Linked DNA regions of Rattus norvegicus: region 2 is linked to region 1. The links are chromatin contacts, called in public Hi-C maps. All regions are on one chromosome and are shown on one strand. The core of a region is the stretch at or near the end of the contact, and the rest is flanking DNA. Distances in the headings are between cores, read along the strand shown.

Region 1 (3,315 bases), core at 777-3,276:
GATCTCTTTCTTAGGTTTTCTATCTCCAGGGTTATCTCCCTTTGTGATTTCTTTTTTTGTTTCTATTTCCATTTTTAAATTCTGGATGGCTTTGTTTAATTCCTTCACCTGTTTGCTTGTGTTTTCCTGTAATTCTTTAAGGGATTTTGTGTTTCCTCTTTAAGGGCTTCTGCTTGTTTACCTGTGTTGTCCTGTATTTCTTTAAGGAGTTATTTATGTCCTTAAAGTCCTCTACCTTCATCATGGGATGTGATTTTAAATCCAAATCTTGTTTTTCTGGTGCAGTTGGATATCCAATATTTGCTTTGGTGGGAGAGCTAGGCTCTGATGATGACAAGTAGTCTTGGTTTCTGTTGCTTAGGTTCCTGTGCTTGACTCTCGCCATCAGGTTCTCTCTGGTATTAGCTTATCTTGTTGTTTCTGACAGTGCCTTGACCCTCCTGTAAGCCTGTATGTCAGCACTCTGGTAGATCTGCTTTCTTTCAGCTGGATCTGGGAACAGAGAGCTGCTCCTGGGTTTGTGTATCCTGAGGCCTTGAGGTGGGTCACTTGGAGCAGAAGAGTTGGTCTTACCTCTGCTCTCAGGTATATCAGTGCTCCTGGCAACTAGCTTTCAGCTTTAGTTTCAGGAAAAACTGGAAGGGTCCTGCCCCTGGCTGCTCCTCGGTTCCTGTATCCAGAGGGTACTAGGCAGGTTCCTCTTGGGCCAGGAATGTGAGCAGAAGTGATAGTCTCACCTGAGCTCTCAGGATTGTCTGCACTTCTGATAGTCTAGCTCTCTCTCCCACGGGATTTGGCTACAGAGAGCTGTGGTAGCAGTTCAGTTCTGGGCACCTGTAGAAACCAGAAGGCCATTAGGAAACTCTTACTGCATAAATGAGTATAATTTATTTGTTCACCCTACTACTACTGTGAGGTGGATAGTTTCCCATTGCTTGGGATTCCTTTCGTAAGTTTAAATGTACACAAATTTTTGTTGAGTTTATGTCAAGTTGTAGAACAGGGTTATGGTAAATGTAATCTGTTTATTATCAGGAGATACTATTCTTTAAGTATTTTATTTTTTCATTTTCAATATTAGGTATAATATGGCAAAAAATGAGACCTGACAAAATAAATGAAGGAATTGGTATATCTTTAAAATCAAATTTTTGATTTGTAATATTTAAAATAAGCTAATCATTTGTTTAAAAATGTATCCAACTTTTCATCTAATTTTTGAGTCATAGATTTAAAGGAAAAAGAAACGACCAAGACCATTTCCTTTTGCTTTTTAGGTAGAGTTCTCGAAAATGTAAATGCAGACTATAACATCTCATTGGAAAATTGTTAATATATGAACTGAAAACTGTGGATTGATTACACTGCTACATTACATGATATATGAAGGTCATGGAGAGGAAATAATATCTTAAGGGATCAACTCCCCGGCTATATCAAGAAGAGACAGAGTATCCACAAAGTCAGAGAGCTGGTTTTCAGCTTTACTGTGTCACATCACCGAGTTTTCTTCTTTTTGGTTGTTTCTGAAGTAGAATTTTGTTTTTTCTCAGCAGTTCCCTGGACCTCCAATGTCACCAGCCTATTTTCTGCTCAGTGGCCACCTCATGTTCGAATCCAGGTAACAGGGAAGAGAGCGGTGGGAGGTACTTTTTGCGAAGTCTTTCTTTGTTCACTGTGCCATGTGTTTAAGCCTTGGTATATATTTCTCTAGCTTGATCTAACTCCCTTGCAATTAATATGAGTTCCTCCTCGATCCTGGTTTTAGGCTGGCTATCAATCACAGCTCTTTTGTTCATTTTCTGCATGTCCTGTTTTTGTAGACTGTTCGTGGCTTTCATGAGAAGTTGGGGGTGTTATGCTGGGAATAGCCTACCATATATCATATTTTTGAACTGCTCTAATGTATGTTTATTCCTACAGATAGCTGTTTATATTTAACTCAGCAGGTTGGATTTCATAGGGTAAGTTTGGTCAAAACATGTTGGTTGGGTTTCAAAATCTTGTACTCTGATCTCTTTGGACACTTTGCCATGTCACGCTGAATCATTTGCTAGCAAATACCTCAGAGTTCACGCCACACAAATAGTTTACACAAACTCTGCTTTTGGAATAAAACTGCAGGTATGCAGAACAGGACAATAAAGGTTATAGAAGAGACATATTTGAAAAGGAATTCTACTTATTAAGCTATATTTTCCACCTTTTAATACATGCCACAACTGTGATTACATAGTTGTATAACTATTTGATGTCTACCTGTCCCTTTTAGTGCAGACTTATTGAAGATACTCTCTCTGTCTCTTTGACTGTCTGTCGCTGTCTTTCTACCTCTGTCTGTCTCCCACAATCTCCAGTTCTAACATAGGAACAGGATTACACAGAGGAAATATCAATATCTCTCTATTTTAATATCTATCTATCTATCTATCTATCTATCTATCTATCTATCTATCTATCATGTGATGCTCACCACTCTCCCAACCTTTCCCTTTTAGAAAAGGCTCTAGTGACTGGTAGAAACTGGTTCTTTTTCAAAGACTGAGACCTGGGAAACAAGTTGTGACTGATAGTATGTACTGAGCAGAGCCACTTTTACAAGTCTGTTTCCAGTGCTTGGATGAGAAGTAATAAGAAGAGATGACATAGAACAAGGGTTGCACTTTATTTTCAATAAGTCAAGTGAAATTATATGGAAAAGCCAAACCAACAGTCAAGATTGATGCTATCTCCACAAGTCAGTTAAGTTGTACATTAAAAAAAATCAAACTTAGAGCAGCCACTTGCACGTGCTTGCACACTCTTTTGGATATGCATATCTTTGTACAGTGATCGTGACTCACATACAGCCATTGCTCGCTTTTTCCAAACATTCTGAAATTATAGTCTTAGTGCCTTGAATCATGCGAAGCACCTCGAGTTACTAACGCTGGCCTCACCGTTTGGCTTGATGTATGTTTAGTCTATTTCTTCTTGGCAAAAATGTTTTAGAGCAAGTGTCCGAGCAGAAGGCTGACAAAATGTTCTTTTTCCTCCTCATCTGTGTGGTCTTGTTTAGCAGAAACTATATACATAAAGAAGAGAAGCTGAGTGAATTTGTTCAAGGGAAACACTCACATCTATTTGTCAGGGTACTGAGCATCAAGAATAATCCACGAGAGGCTGTTGAATTTTAAGGGAGAGAGAGAGGAGTTTCCTCCCTACTATTTGTTGTTCTGGCTATTTAATTAAAACGTGACCTTATTTCATTTCAACAAAAATGAAAATCATACAAGTACGGGAAATAGTTTTAAGTGAGGAAGGGGCACTTTTCTT
Region 2 (3,452 bases), core at 388-2,887, 140 kb before region 1:
AGTCTCTGTTTTTTTTTTTTTTTGTTTTTTTTTCCCAAGCTGGGGACCGAACCCAGGGCCTTGTGCTTGCTAGGCAAGCACTCTACCACTGAGCTAAATCCCCAACCCAGGAGTCTCTGTTCTTACTTTTTGGCTATCTGGGAGTGCAAGGCCATTGATTCCAGGGCTGCAGTGTGGGGCACAGGTTGTTCATGGTGTGGGAGGCTGGGGGTTGGGATCCCAAGCCTAGTCACAGTTCAGGTCACCGTGCTAACATCGAACTTCAGCTTATTGACTTGAGGGTCCAATTGCACCACAGAGCTATGCAAGGGCATCCTGACTCGCAGATACAAATTAGCTGACTTGTTTTTAAAATACAGATTACAAATTGGGAACTACTATCAAGGGAAAATGACACAGCTTTCTAAATAAAGTGACTCAGTCTTTATCAGCTTCCCCTTCAACCTTTCTGTTTGATTTGCACATTAAGAAGCACCAGCTCTGTATTTTCTAAAAACTTGTTACCATATCCTAGCCATCTAATTATGTATCTATACCATTTCCTGTTCACTGACAGTAAATGTTCTTCTGATCTAGATCAGTTATGGGGGCATGGATTGAGAACTCTGAATTAGCACTGAGCCCTTTCGAGATAATTATTTAAATTCATTAATTTATTCTGCATTTTAATATATTCAGTTTACTGACTTGTTAGATTTTTATATTTTACATTTTTCTGTTGGTTTAGGCTATAGAATAATGTTATACTTAGACATTTCAATGCCGTGGGTTAGTCTCTCTCTCTCTCTCTCTCTCTCTCTCTCTCTCTCTCGTGTGTGAATGTGTGTGTGTATATGTGTGTGTGTGTGTGTGTGTGTGTGTGTGTGTGAGAGAGAGAGAGAGAGAGAGAGAGAGAGAGAGAGAGAGAGATGTATTTACTTATTACTGTAGCTGTGTGCATTTATGTGTTAGTAGAGGGTAGAAGTTAATGTTGAATGTCTCCCCAAATTTCTCTCTACTAAACTAACTTTTTGAGATGGAGTCTCTCATTGCATATGAAGCTAATCGATTCTGCTAGGTTGCCTAACCAGTGAGTTTCAGGGATATTCCTATCCGCCATCCCCCGACCCCCACTTCCAGGCTGAGGTTGCAGGAAAATGCCCTCATGTTTTCTAAGAACTCAAGTCCTCATACTTGTCCAAAGGCACTTTGAGGATTTCAGCATTCCCTCCACCCATACCATGGGCAACTCTAAATAGTGGGGATTAGGTCTGAAGAGTTAATCTTTGAACAGTGACAATAACAATAGTACTAACTGTGGTGGTAATACTGATCCCAGTGACAATCATTTTGGGGAAAATTATCATGTGCTATGGACATTGCTAGATACATCACTCAACCTTTGCAGTTTGTTTTTTACATGTAAGTCAAGGGTTGCCAGTAGAGTTCTGATGTTAAGACTGGGTGTATGGACCTGACTCCCCCTGTGGGAGGTGGGCGGTGTCAGTTGCTTTAGCCTGTATTTTGGAGACTTGTGAATTTAAACTAGACACGATTTTGTATAAGCATAAAAGATCAGGCATGGAGTTACAGTCTTCTCTTACTAGCAGTGGAACTTGGTCATGACAGTAAGGTCACACACATCAAAACTCCAAATCTGCATGAATAAATAAACAGGACTGGGAAGACCTGGAGCCATGCCTACTATCTAGAGCTCCTGGAAACAATGGGCATGTTTTGGTTTTGACTGATAGCATAAAGTTGCTAATCATTGATAAATGGACAGGTCAGCAGACCGTGCTGAGATTCTCTTTCCCTCCATGCCTTATCTCAGATGTGCTGATCTCCAATTATTACCCTTGAGCACTGTGTGACTTCTGCCTAAGGTTTAGACTGAGTTGTGTGGGAGCTGGGAGATGGGGAAGGTACAAAAGGCTTTAGCATTATAATGTGTGGGAACAGAGGCTTGGTGATGATTTCCACACACGACGTATATTTATTTTGGAAGTCTCAGTACTTTGCTACTTAGCATGGGAGTCAATAGAGTTTTGCTTCACTGATTGTCCCTGGAGAATTTTCTTCAGAATTTTATATCAGAGAGGAAGGGAGCAAAGGAAGAAAAAGTCCAGCTGGTTATGCAGAGGATTGGAAGTTAAAATAGAACATTTTATTTTGTACCAGTTAAATAAAATATAAATCTAAAATGTTGTGATTATTTAAGGCATTATTCAAAATAGTTTGAACTTCAGTTTTGTTTTCAGTGAATCCACTATTAATGGAAAGTGGTTTTTATTTATTTATTTATTTATTTATTTATTAATCAATCTATTTATTTATTTTTGGATTTTTTGGCTTTTTAAAGTTGGACTTAATAATACATTGTCATCTGGTTGAGAATATAACAGACTAGAAAATTATCCAATTAACGTTAGAAAATATCCTATAGGGGTTGGGGATTTAGCTCAGTGGTTAGAGCGCTTGCCTAGGAAGCACAAGGCCCTGGGTTCGGTCCCCAGCTCCGAAAAAATAAAGAACCAAAAAAAAAAAAAAAAAAGAAAATATCCTATAATTAAGAATCAGATTGATAGGCATTTTGGTTTAGTTTCAAAGGTTCTTTAAAAAAATGAGTGAGAAAGAGTGGCCAAGATGCTTTGAGGAAATTTTGCACACTTCTTCCAGTAGAGCAAAGGTGCATGGGATATTGGTTCTGAAATGTCCTCCAAAGCCAAGGGCTAAAGACTTGGTCTCTAGACTGTCATATTTTAGAGGAGACGTCTTTAGAGGTCTACACAATTGGAGGAAGTAAATCCTTGCCCACATTCTTTTGAAAGGGGTATTGAAACAGGAACCCCTGTCTTTAACTGAGTGGTTCTCAACTGTCCTAATGCTGTGACCTTTAATACAGCTCCACAGGTCGTGCTGATCTTCAACCATAACATTATTTCCATTGCTACTTCATAACTGTAAGTTTGCTATGATTGTGTATCATAATATAAACCTTTGACATGCAGGATGTCTGACATGTGACCCCTGTGACAAGGTTGTTTGATTCCTGAGGGAGTTGTGACCCACAGGTTGAGAAGCATTGATCGCTTTAGCTGCTTCCAAGCTGTTGTGAGGTGAACAGTTGTGTGCTCACATATTCCCACCTCAGACATCTGGCCTTACTATAGGCCCAAGTGAGGGGAGTAGCCAAGCATGGGGTGAAAGTTCTAAATTTCCCATGGTTCCCCCATGAAAAGAACCTGCTGTCTGTGGGGAGATGATTAAGAAGTGCAATTTTAGAGAGCAGACTCAGGGGGAGAGCAAATGGAGGATGGGAATAAGAAGCCACAGGATTTGTGACTCTTGTCAGTTTCTGCCAAGGACAACTCATGCTCAGCACAGAGACCCTCTCCTCTGGAAATTGAAGCAGAAACATAGGGAATCTGGGACAGTAGGGCATAGGGGGGTGCTTCAAGAAAGAAAGAACA

Evidence for each region. A called contact is a pair of places that touch in the nucleus more often than the background predicts.
Region 2: a Hi-C map of liver shows a contact between it and region 1, with 4 times the contacts expected there. The contact joins two enhancer-like sites. A contact is called at or near these places in 2 of 12 Hi-C or Micro-C datasets (both in liver).

The regions. Positions count from the first base shown.
Region 1 is chr9:90,804,357-90,807,671 of GRCr8, reverse strand. No RefSeq gene overlaps it. Among named protein-coding and RNA genes, the nearest start is that of Irs1, 250 kb to the left of the region's middle. Within about 2 kb of position 2,026, at least 3 of the 93 cell types and tissues checked have an H3K27ac peak or open chromatin away from gene starts, as enhancers often do. A contact at or near this core is called in liver, where this site is marked.
Region 2 is chr9:90,939,711-90,943,162 of GRCr8, reverse strand. No RefSeq gene overlaps it. Among named protein-coding and RNA genes, the nearest start is that of Irs1, 110 kb to the left of the region's middle. Within about 2 kb of position 1,637, at least 1 of the 93 cell types and tissues checked has an H3K27ac peak or open chromatin away from gene starts, as enhancers often do. A contact at or near this core is called in liver, where this site is marked.